Regions from separate parts of the Mus musculus genome. Here region 1 is linked to region 2. A link is a contact called in public Hi-C data. All regions are on one chromosome and are shown on one strand. Each heading gives the region's core, a stretch centred on a gene start, on an enhancer-like site or on the middle of the called end of the contact. The rest is flanking DNA. Distances are from core to core; before and after follow the strand shown. Region 1 overlaps Dpp6 (dipeptidylpeptidase 6). Region 2 overlaps Dpp6 (dipeptidylpeptidase 6).

The links. Hi-C and Micro-C count contacts between places; a contact is called where the count stands out from the background.
Region 1: a contact with region 2 is called in a Hi-C map of cortical neurons, with 1.9 times the contacts expected there. The contact joins two enhancer-like sites. A contact is called at or near these places in 4 of 484 Hi-C or Micro-C datasets (cerebral cortex, cortical neurons and embryonic stem cells), 4 of 115 datasets of contacts at active chromatin or transcription factors (embryonic stem cells and stem cell-derived neural progenitor cells) and 1 of 9 other capture datasets (embryonic stem cells).

Annotation. Positions count from the first base shown.
Region 1 is chr5:27,455,088-27,459,040 of GRCm38.p6, forward strand. All of the region lies in intron 4 of Dpp6 (dipeptidylpeptidase 6), which reads left to right. Among named protein-coding and RNA genes, the nearest start is that of Gm52769, 43 kb to the right of the region's middle. Within about 2 kb of position 2,159, at least 9 of the 459 cell types and tissues checked have an H3K27ac peak or open chromatin away from gene starts, as enhancers often do. A contact at or near this core is called in cortical neurons, where this site is marked.
Region 2 is chr5:27,073,627-27,077,607 of GRCm38.p6, forward strand. The region is part of intron 1 of Dpp6 (dipeptidylpeptidase 6); the gene reads left to right. Among named protein-coding and RNA genes, the nearest start is that of Dpp6, 26 kb to the left of the region's middle. Within about 2 kb of position 1,580, at least 14 of the 459 cell types and tissues checked have an H3K27ac peak or open chromatin away from gene starts, as enhancers often do. A contact at or near this core is called in cortical neurons, where this site is marked.

The DNA.
Region 1 (3,953 bases), core at 909-3,408, 380 kb after region 2:
ATGACAGAACAGAAGTGATCAGTTTTCTAGAAACATCTGTACGAATAAGAGATATGGAGGACCCATTTGGCATCAGGATTATGACCGTGAGCTTTGGATCTGCCTTCCCACTGGAACAGGGCTTGAGGACTACAGGACCCCTACTATTTGTAATGTCTGTCCAAGTACTGACTCTCAGGAGCCAGGAACATCGTGGTGCTATATGAGAGATCACATATACCATTCTTTAAAATGTGAGTCACGTACAGATAGATGTTCATCTAGCCTGGAGAGTTTAGGCAGTGTTCAGGGCGCAGGTAAAAGGAATGGGAGTATTTAAACAGGAAGATACAGAAGACAGCCAAGGCCACGGGAGCATGGTTTTAACAATGTGCTGAACTGGGCCATCCAAGTGTCCAGGCAGCATCAATAGGTAGCCGACTATGGATATTCAGGCAGCAATAGTAGATGGCAGAATCTTCTTCCTAATAGGGTATGGGCTGCTGCTGTACAGAGGAAGGCAAGGAGGAGTCCCTTGCTAATCAGATAAAAATCAAACCCAAAGAAACTTTCACATGAGTTGTATTTGATGTCTCAAGAATTCTGGAGCATTTTATTTTGCTCTTATTCTACTTTTGCTGTTCTAAGCAGAGTTGTCTGTTAACAAAGAAAGTCTTTGGCATGTTATACACCTTTTGCCCTGAGCAGTGGGCCACTGTAAGAAAATCACCTGCTTCTGCTGGGGTTTGACATAGGCCTACTAGTCACCCCAAACTTGGGAAGTCTAACAAGTTTTTTCTCTGCTGAGCAGCAGACTGTATTTTCTCACCTGCCTTGTCTCCCTTCTGTGGCTCTCCCTTATTTTCTCATGGAAGTGTGCTTCAAGTGGCCATACTACATATTACTGACTTAAGTAGGCATTGCAGGCCCTAAAATCCTAAGGAAACTTAGCACCATCTCTACAATTACAGAATAGAACAAAACTTCTCAAATGGAGAGGTCCGTGGCCTACACTTGATATTTAACTCTTTTCAGCTAAATTATTATTGGCTTATAAACTGGAATTCTAACTCTTCTCAGATAAAGAATCAGAGAATAGCCGTGAACAGAACCCCAGCTTCATCCTTATACACCATCCTGGTGGTTCTGCAGGGCTGTCTCAGGAGAGTTGGCCGAGGTGGCATGTTGTTAGATTTTAGGAATGAAAATGAGAAGTGGCAGGTTCAAGAGGAGGCACTGAGAGTCGTTAGGGGAGAATTAACAGTGTGCACAGTGCTGTGGAGTTCTGAAGACAGAGAGGAGGAGGAGAGAGAGAAGGAGAGAAACAGAGAACCTTCCACTCAAAGAGATAGCAAGAGTTCCTGCTTTTGAAGGGTCCTGAGGGCGGGGGTGTTCTTACCATGAAGTTGTAGCATAGTCAGGTGAACTCTGACTCCCAGGTAGTAGGAGAAACAAGGGCTTGTGTGTCAGTGACAGGGTCCCAGCAGATGTTGTGTCCACTTCTGGCAGCAGGTTGGAGGGCAGCAAGGCCTCAGGCATGCGGCTATGTCCACGAGGCTCTGGCATCTGTTATCTGACTTCTGCCATGTGCACACTCATTCTGCGCCCCTTTATTCGTGAGACTAGTGCAAGGCTTGTGTGTCATTTAAGTTGCGCCAGACAGTTAGGAGGAAGCCTGGAAACACCTATGTACATTTGGAGCTGCTCTGGGGAAGTTTTGACTAGTAAACAGCCTGAAGGTTCAGTGACTTACAGTAACACAGATACCTGGAACTCAGGCATCACTGAGGTGAGTGCAAGGACAACAGTGAATTAAGATGTAGTCCTTAAAGCAACAGCTCCAGAGGCACTGGGGCAATATGAAAAGGATTCATGATGCTCTATAAACTCCATGGAAGAGTCCAGCAGGATGCTCACACATCAGTGAGTAGTGGAGGATGCATCACTGTATCAAAGGGCCAGGAATTAAGTGTGAACCATGCAACAGCTCATCTTGCTTGCTGGCAGAACTCTGCATTGTTTCCTAAGGCAATTTGCACAGATGCTGACTCATGGTGTTTATTCAATAATTTTAGTCTGGTTCATAAAATTTGAACCTAGTGTTCCAAAGAGATGAGATATTGCTGCCCTCCTACGATGAATATGAAGAGCTGTATGGATGCCTGGATGTTCTTGGAAGGGAAGGCTGGCTGCCAAGAAGGCATCTGTGCCATGGTTCTGCCACTATGCCTTGCTCCCCTGCTAACTTAACTTGAGCTATTTATTTTAGTGGCCATAATAACATTTAAATAATAAAAAAAAACATTTTGTTTCTCTTAACTTACATTGCCTTACATCACTATTAGACATCAAATTTTGATATTATCTTCATCTCTGCAAATTAAGTAGTCCTTACTTTTCACAAGAAGGGCATAATTAGGCAACTGCTTGGAGACCGGAGCAGCCACAGCCTGCGGAGGAACTGCAAAATTCCTGGGAATCAGAACATGAGGTCCCCTCTCTTTCTGTTTCCTTCCTCCAGTGAGCCGCTGGAGTAATTGCCACTTGCTGCACTTTAATTAATTTCTACCCAGGGCTTCATGAACTGCTGTCCACTCTGCCCAGCTAGGTGACAAGTTTGGGGAAACTGAGTCCTTGCCCTTAGCCTCTTACCCATTTGTTCCTGAGTCCAGGGTTCAGCTACCTGGGAACAATGGAAATTCTGTTGGGCATCATCACTGATGAATGGGAAATGGCTCCACCTCAGGTCAAGGACCCTGATTAGCTTCAGCTGCTCCTACCCACAGCTCTCCGTGCCCTTGGCCTACATGTGATGAGCATGTGGTAACATTGACAGACCAGTTCAGCCTTCAGGGAATCTCTGATCTGAGGCTCAGTCTGGTTTAGCATGGGAGTAAACCCTAGAAGGGAAAATGACCTGTCTTTGTTATCATATGGAAACTGGCAGCTTGTGCTGTCCCTCAAATATTTTGCTTGGCTAAGGACTGATTTATTTCAGCTTGAAATCCAGATTTCTGGCATTTTCTGAAAAAAATAGGATGATCTGGTACCCATGGTTCATTTTCTCACAGAAAGCGAAACCTGGCAGGCACTAGTGGCTGCCCCTCAGATGGGATTGGGGCTGGCCAGCCCTACAATGCTCCCACTCCTGATCCTATTCAGCCAGCTCAAGTTTATGGTAGCTCTTCCCCCCTCAGTTAAGATAATCTTTACAAACATCCCCTCAGGCCAGCCTAATATTGACAAACCTTCCCTGAGACTCTGAAGGTTGACAGTTTAAACTAACCACCACACCAGGCCACCTCAGGACAAAGGACACCACAAGGTTATTGGGGTGAAGGGCTAGTAGTTTGTCATACTCTAAACTTTGCCTACAGTGTGACAAGAAGGGCACCTAAACACTGCACACAATAGCCTCACCTAGCTGAAATTCTTAGGAACCACAGAAGCCAAAATACACGATTCTGTTATATTACTGTCTTATTCCAGGTTGCTATTGCTGTGATGACACACCATGACCAAAGAAATTTGGGGTTGAGAGTATTTATTTGGCTTACACTTCCACAGCACTGTTCATCCTGAAGGAGGTCAGGGCAGGAACTCATTCAGGCCAGGAATGATGCAGAGACCATGGAGGGACGCTTACTGGCTTGTTCAATCTGCTTTCTTATAGAAGACCACCAACCCAGGGGTGGAACTACCCACGATGGGCTGGACCCTCCCCCATCAATCCCTAGTTAAGAAAACACCTTTCATTTGGATCTTATTGAGGCATGTTCTCAACTGATGTTCTCTCCTTTTATATAACTGCAGCTTGTGTCAGGTTGACATAGAACTAGCCAGGGCAATTATAGGTTCTTTTTGTTTATGGGTTTGTTTTTGAGAATTGCATATGTAAGTATACATTTGCATTATTTCTACCCCTCCCTCCTGGCCTCCAACTCCTCTGTGTTCCTCCCAACTAGTGTGACATC
Region 2 (3,981 bases), core at 330-2,829:
ACAAACCCAGTGTCATCAATAAAATCCCTTTTGAAAAAAGGCATACTTCAGGGCTGAAGAGATGGCTCAGCAGTTAGGAGCACCGACTGCACTTTCAGAGTCCTAAGTTCAGTTCCCAGCAACCACAATGATGGTGCCGCACAATGGCATCTGATTGCATCTTCTGATGTTCATGAACACACACACACACACACACACACACACACACACACACACACACACAAAGTAATAAATAAAATAAATCTTTTAAAAAGGTGGGCATTCCCCCCTTGAGCCCTTAGTTAAAACAGTATACAAAACTTCCCAGCACATGGTTTTTGTTGCATCTTTTTGTTAATTGAAGGCATGGGAGATTGCAGACTACATTCACATAATTTCTATCAGGTAAGTTATCCATGGGGAGGCTTAACATGGATGAATGAATCATGTTTTAAAAGGGAAGTATATTATTAAGTCACTCATTCATTGAGCCCTCCTTTCTGTGTTATGGAACTTGGGATGCCCAAGTGTCACATGCACACACACTTGTATTGCCTGACAAGAACCAGAGTATAGGACAAGACTCACATATGTATGTCATTGTATTAGATGGCTTTACCCTGGAAGGCTGAACAAACATCTCACACAGGGCTTACCTCAGCTTTCAGTGATAAACAGGGCACTTGTATTGGTTGCATCATTTTAAAGATGGGGACGCTGGGAGTGAAAGCTAAGGAAGTGCCCTGCCACTGATTTGATTTGCCTGCCTACTGGCTGCACTTCTGACCCTTCTATCTGAGAAAGGAAAAAGAGAGACCAAAGGTCTCTTGGCCTTCTGTCTGCTGACCACTGCGACCCCTGGCCTTTCTTTGTCCCCCAATGATTTTATTTTATTTACATGTGGATGCACGCAGAAGCCAGAAGAGGGTATTTGATCCCAGGAGCTGGAGTTACAGGTGGTTTGAACCATCTATTGTGGATGCTGGACACTAAACTCAGGTCCTCTGAAAGAGCATCGAGTGCTCCTAATTTCTGAGTCCTTTAGCCCTGTGGAGTTTTCCTTCGTTCTCCAGCTGTAGCTGTTCAGTCTTTACCAACTGAGATCTGCCCAGATTCACTTTATGGAAATGTGCGAACCTAGAATAAGTTGCAAGGAATTACACGATGAGCCCATGGCACCCACTGCCTGCTGGGTGGTGAGCAAGATGGGCAGGCCATTCCCACCATCATCTAATTTCCTCCCTGTGGAAACGTTCTTCTGTGCTTCCTTGGATCTGGTGGTACACCTGTGTTATACTGAGCATGCTCATAAGCTCAGCTCTCGCATCTCTTCAAGCAAGTAGCAAGGAAGAGGGTCCTCCCTTGTCAATCAAAACCAGATTACTAGGAAACAGGGAAGGTTTCTTCCCTTTTCTCCAACTCAACTTTTTCTGAGCATGGGAAGAGTCAAGTTGACAAAATTAGTCTAAAATCCCAATCATTAAAAACAGCATTCTTAAACAAACAAAGCATTATGCACCCCCTTGACAGCTTCCATTTGTCTGCCTGATCTGGCTGGCGTGGGAAGAGCAGGAGTGTGTGATTTGTGAGTCTTGCCAGCAGAGGGCAGAGTTTACTGCTGAGACCCTGGTTTTTAGGGTTGTGCAGAATCGCAGCAAGACTGGGACAAGCAGAAGCTCGTCGAAAAACAACTCCTGTGTCAGCGGAGATGTTCATCACACTGGGGAGAAGCTGCAGCAGCCCCCCTTTACACAGCAAGGCATCCCTGTCTGGCCCTATCTGATTCTGTCCATAACCTCCGGGGTCTCTATGGAACTCTTCTGCAGCTGCTCAATGGTATCTGATTACATCACCACAAACAGACTTTGTGCAGAGGCCTGTGATCCTGCCCACGTTCATAGCATGCCCTGAGCCGTGTTGCTCCCATAGGGGACCCTCACAAGTGACACCCAGCACTCTTTTCCTGAATGGTGAAAGGGCTCTGGGCATCTCCCAGCCTTAGGACATCCATGCATGGCTGAATTGGGTTGTTACTTTGGAGTTACTCTAGCAGTAGGGTTTGCAGTGGTCTTCAAGCGGATGATTCTCCCCCAGCATGAGGGATCTTCATCTACAAGTGTAGGATTTGTCTTTGGGTATGGGTAAGGTTTTCTAAACACTGGTGAGTCCGCTGTGAATCTAATAGTAGGAGCCTGTGCTATATACAGCACAGGTGCAAGCGTCCTGAGGTGCTTGTCTGAGCACCACAAGGCAAGGAGCTGCAGTGCCTGGCCTTCATATTCATGGTCTGATCAGAGTCCCCTGTAGCTATCCTGATCTGCAACAGCTGAAATGGGGCTGCCTGCTTGCACAGGGCAACCACGGGGTCAAGTACAGTGGTGTTTTGCATGATTTTTACTGTGTGGGGTGTGCACTGTTGCATGTTTTAATTATGTAGCTAGGGTAAGGCTAGAAATGTAACAGACCAAGACTGAGCAAGGCAATGGAGAACAAATGGCTTCTGCCAATAGGGCATCAATCACAAGGTGAGGCCCTGGTAACTTTTTACATTATTGTTTTAATTTTTATTTCATATGCATGAATGTTTTGCCTGCATGTCTGATACCCGTGAAAGCCAGAAGAGGGCATCAGATCCCCTGGAACTGGAGTTACAAACTATTGTGAGCTTCCTTCCATGTGAGTGTGGAACTTGAACCTGGGTTCTTGAGAAAAGCATCCAGTGTTCTTGACTGCTGAGCCATCTCTCCAGTCCTGTGGCCTTGGTAATTGTGATCTGTACTCTGCACTGGGTGAAGAAAGAGTACTCAGCCTAATGAATGGACAGACAGACATACAGCTTACATAGCTCCTACTACAGTATGATTTTAACGATTTCCAAGTATAGACTCCTGTAGCTGTCATTCCTGTCTGTGAGGTGATATTTATAGCACCTATCTCAAGCTTCAGGGAACATAGGGAAAGACAGGCTAGGTCTCTGAAAATGCCAACTTGTACCTGGAAATTAGCATAAGACTGAAGAGTTTTCACAAATCAGTGGGAACAGCATTTATCCACCTGTGTGAAGAGCAGAAAATCAGCTTCCTTTATCTGACTCTAGGAACTAAAGACTAATGTTTTTAAATTATCAGGAGGAAATAGAAACTATTTCTGTAGAATAAGGCTATGACAGAACACCCTAATTATGACACAAAATGTTCACAACAGACAGGAAAAATGGATTACTTTTTTGCCTGGCAGAAGACAGATGAGAAATCTCTAAATTTTAGGAAGCCCTTGTTCTGAAGGCCCAAATCTTATGGCCTTTGATCTGGTGCCCTTGGTATCCAGAGTTTCTGTGTCCTGGATCTGATGGCCCTGAATTTGGTGGCCTTTGTGTCTAGTGGCCTTGAATCTGGTGGCTCTGGTATTTAGAAGCCCTGATATCTATTGGTGCTGGGTCCTAAGGTTCTAGACCTGGTGGCCCTGATGTCTGCTGTCCCCTCTGTGGCTGGCAGTGCCAGACAGCTGGTTTTATTCCAGCCAACCTGCAGGGGCTAAGGATACCTGGAGCCTCACAGGGCAGGCTCTTCACTCCTCCAAATGGCCAGCATCCCTGAGTCCTGCCCTAAATGCCAGCAGAGCCTCTCCCTGTGACCTTTGGAAAATTCTCCCCTCTTTAAAATACTTCTGAGGAGGAGGTGGGAGATACAATTGAGAGATGTAGCGATTAGACCCTTCCTCCCCAAAGTCCCACTGCAGAGGCACCTCCCTGGTTCAGGCTTTGGGCAGTGGATGCTTTCACTTTGCTTACTTCAGGCATCAGACATTCAACCATGACTGTGCCCTGAGCAGGTCCTGTGTATCACTTCTGCATACCTTAGCATCATCATTTTAATTGGCTTTTTGGCAGGCAGCGAAGATGTATGCTAAAGGCAGACATGTTGTCATCTGCTTCTGTAAATGCTGCAGACATTCTACCACCTTTGTAAAAACAAAACAAATCAAAACAACCCAGAGAAATGT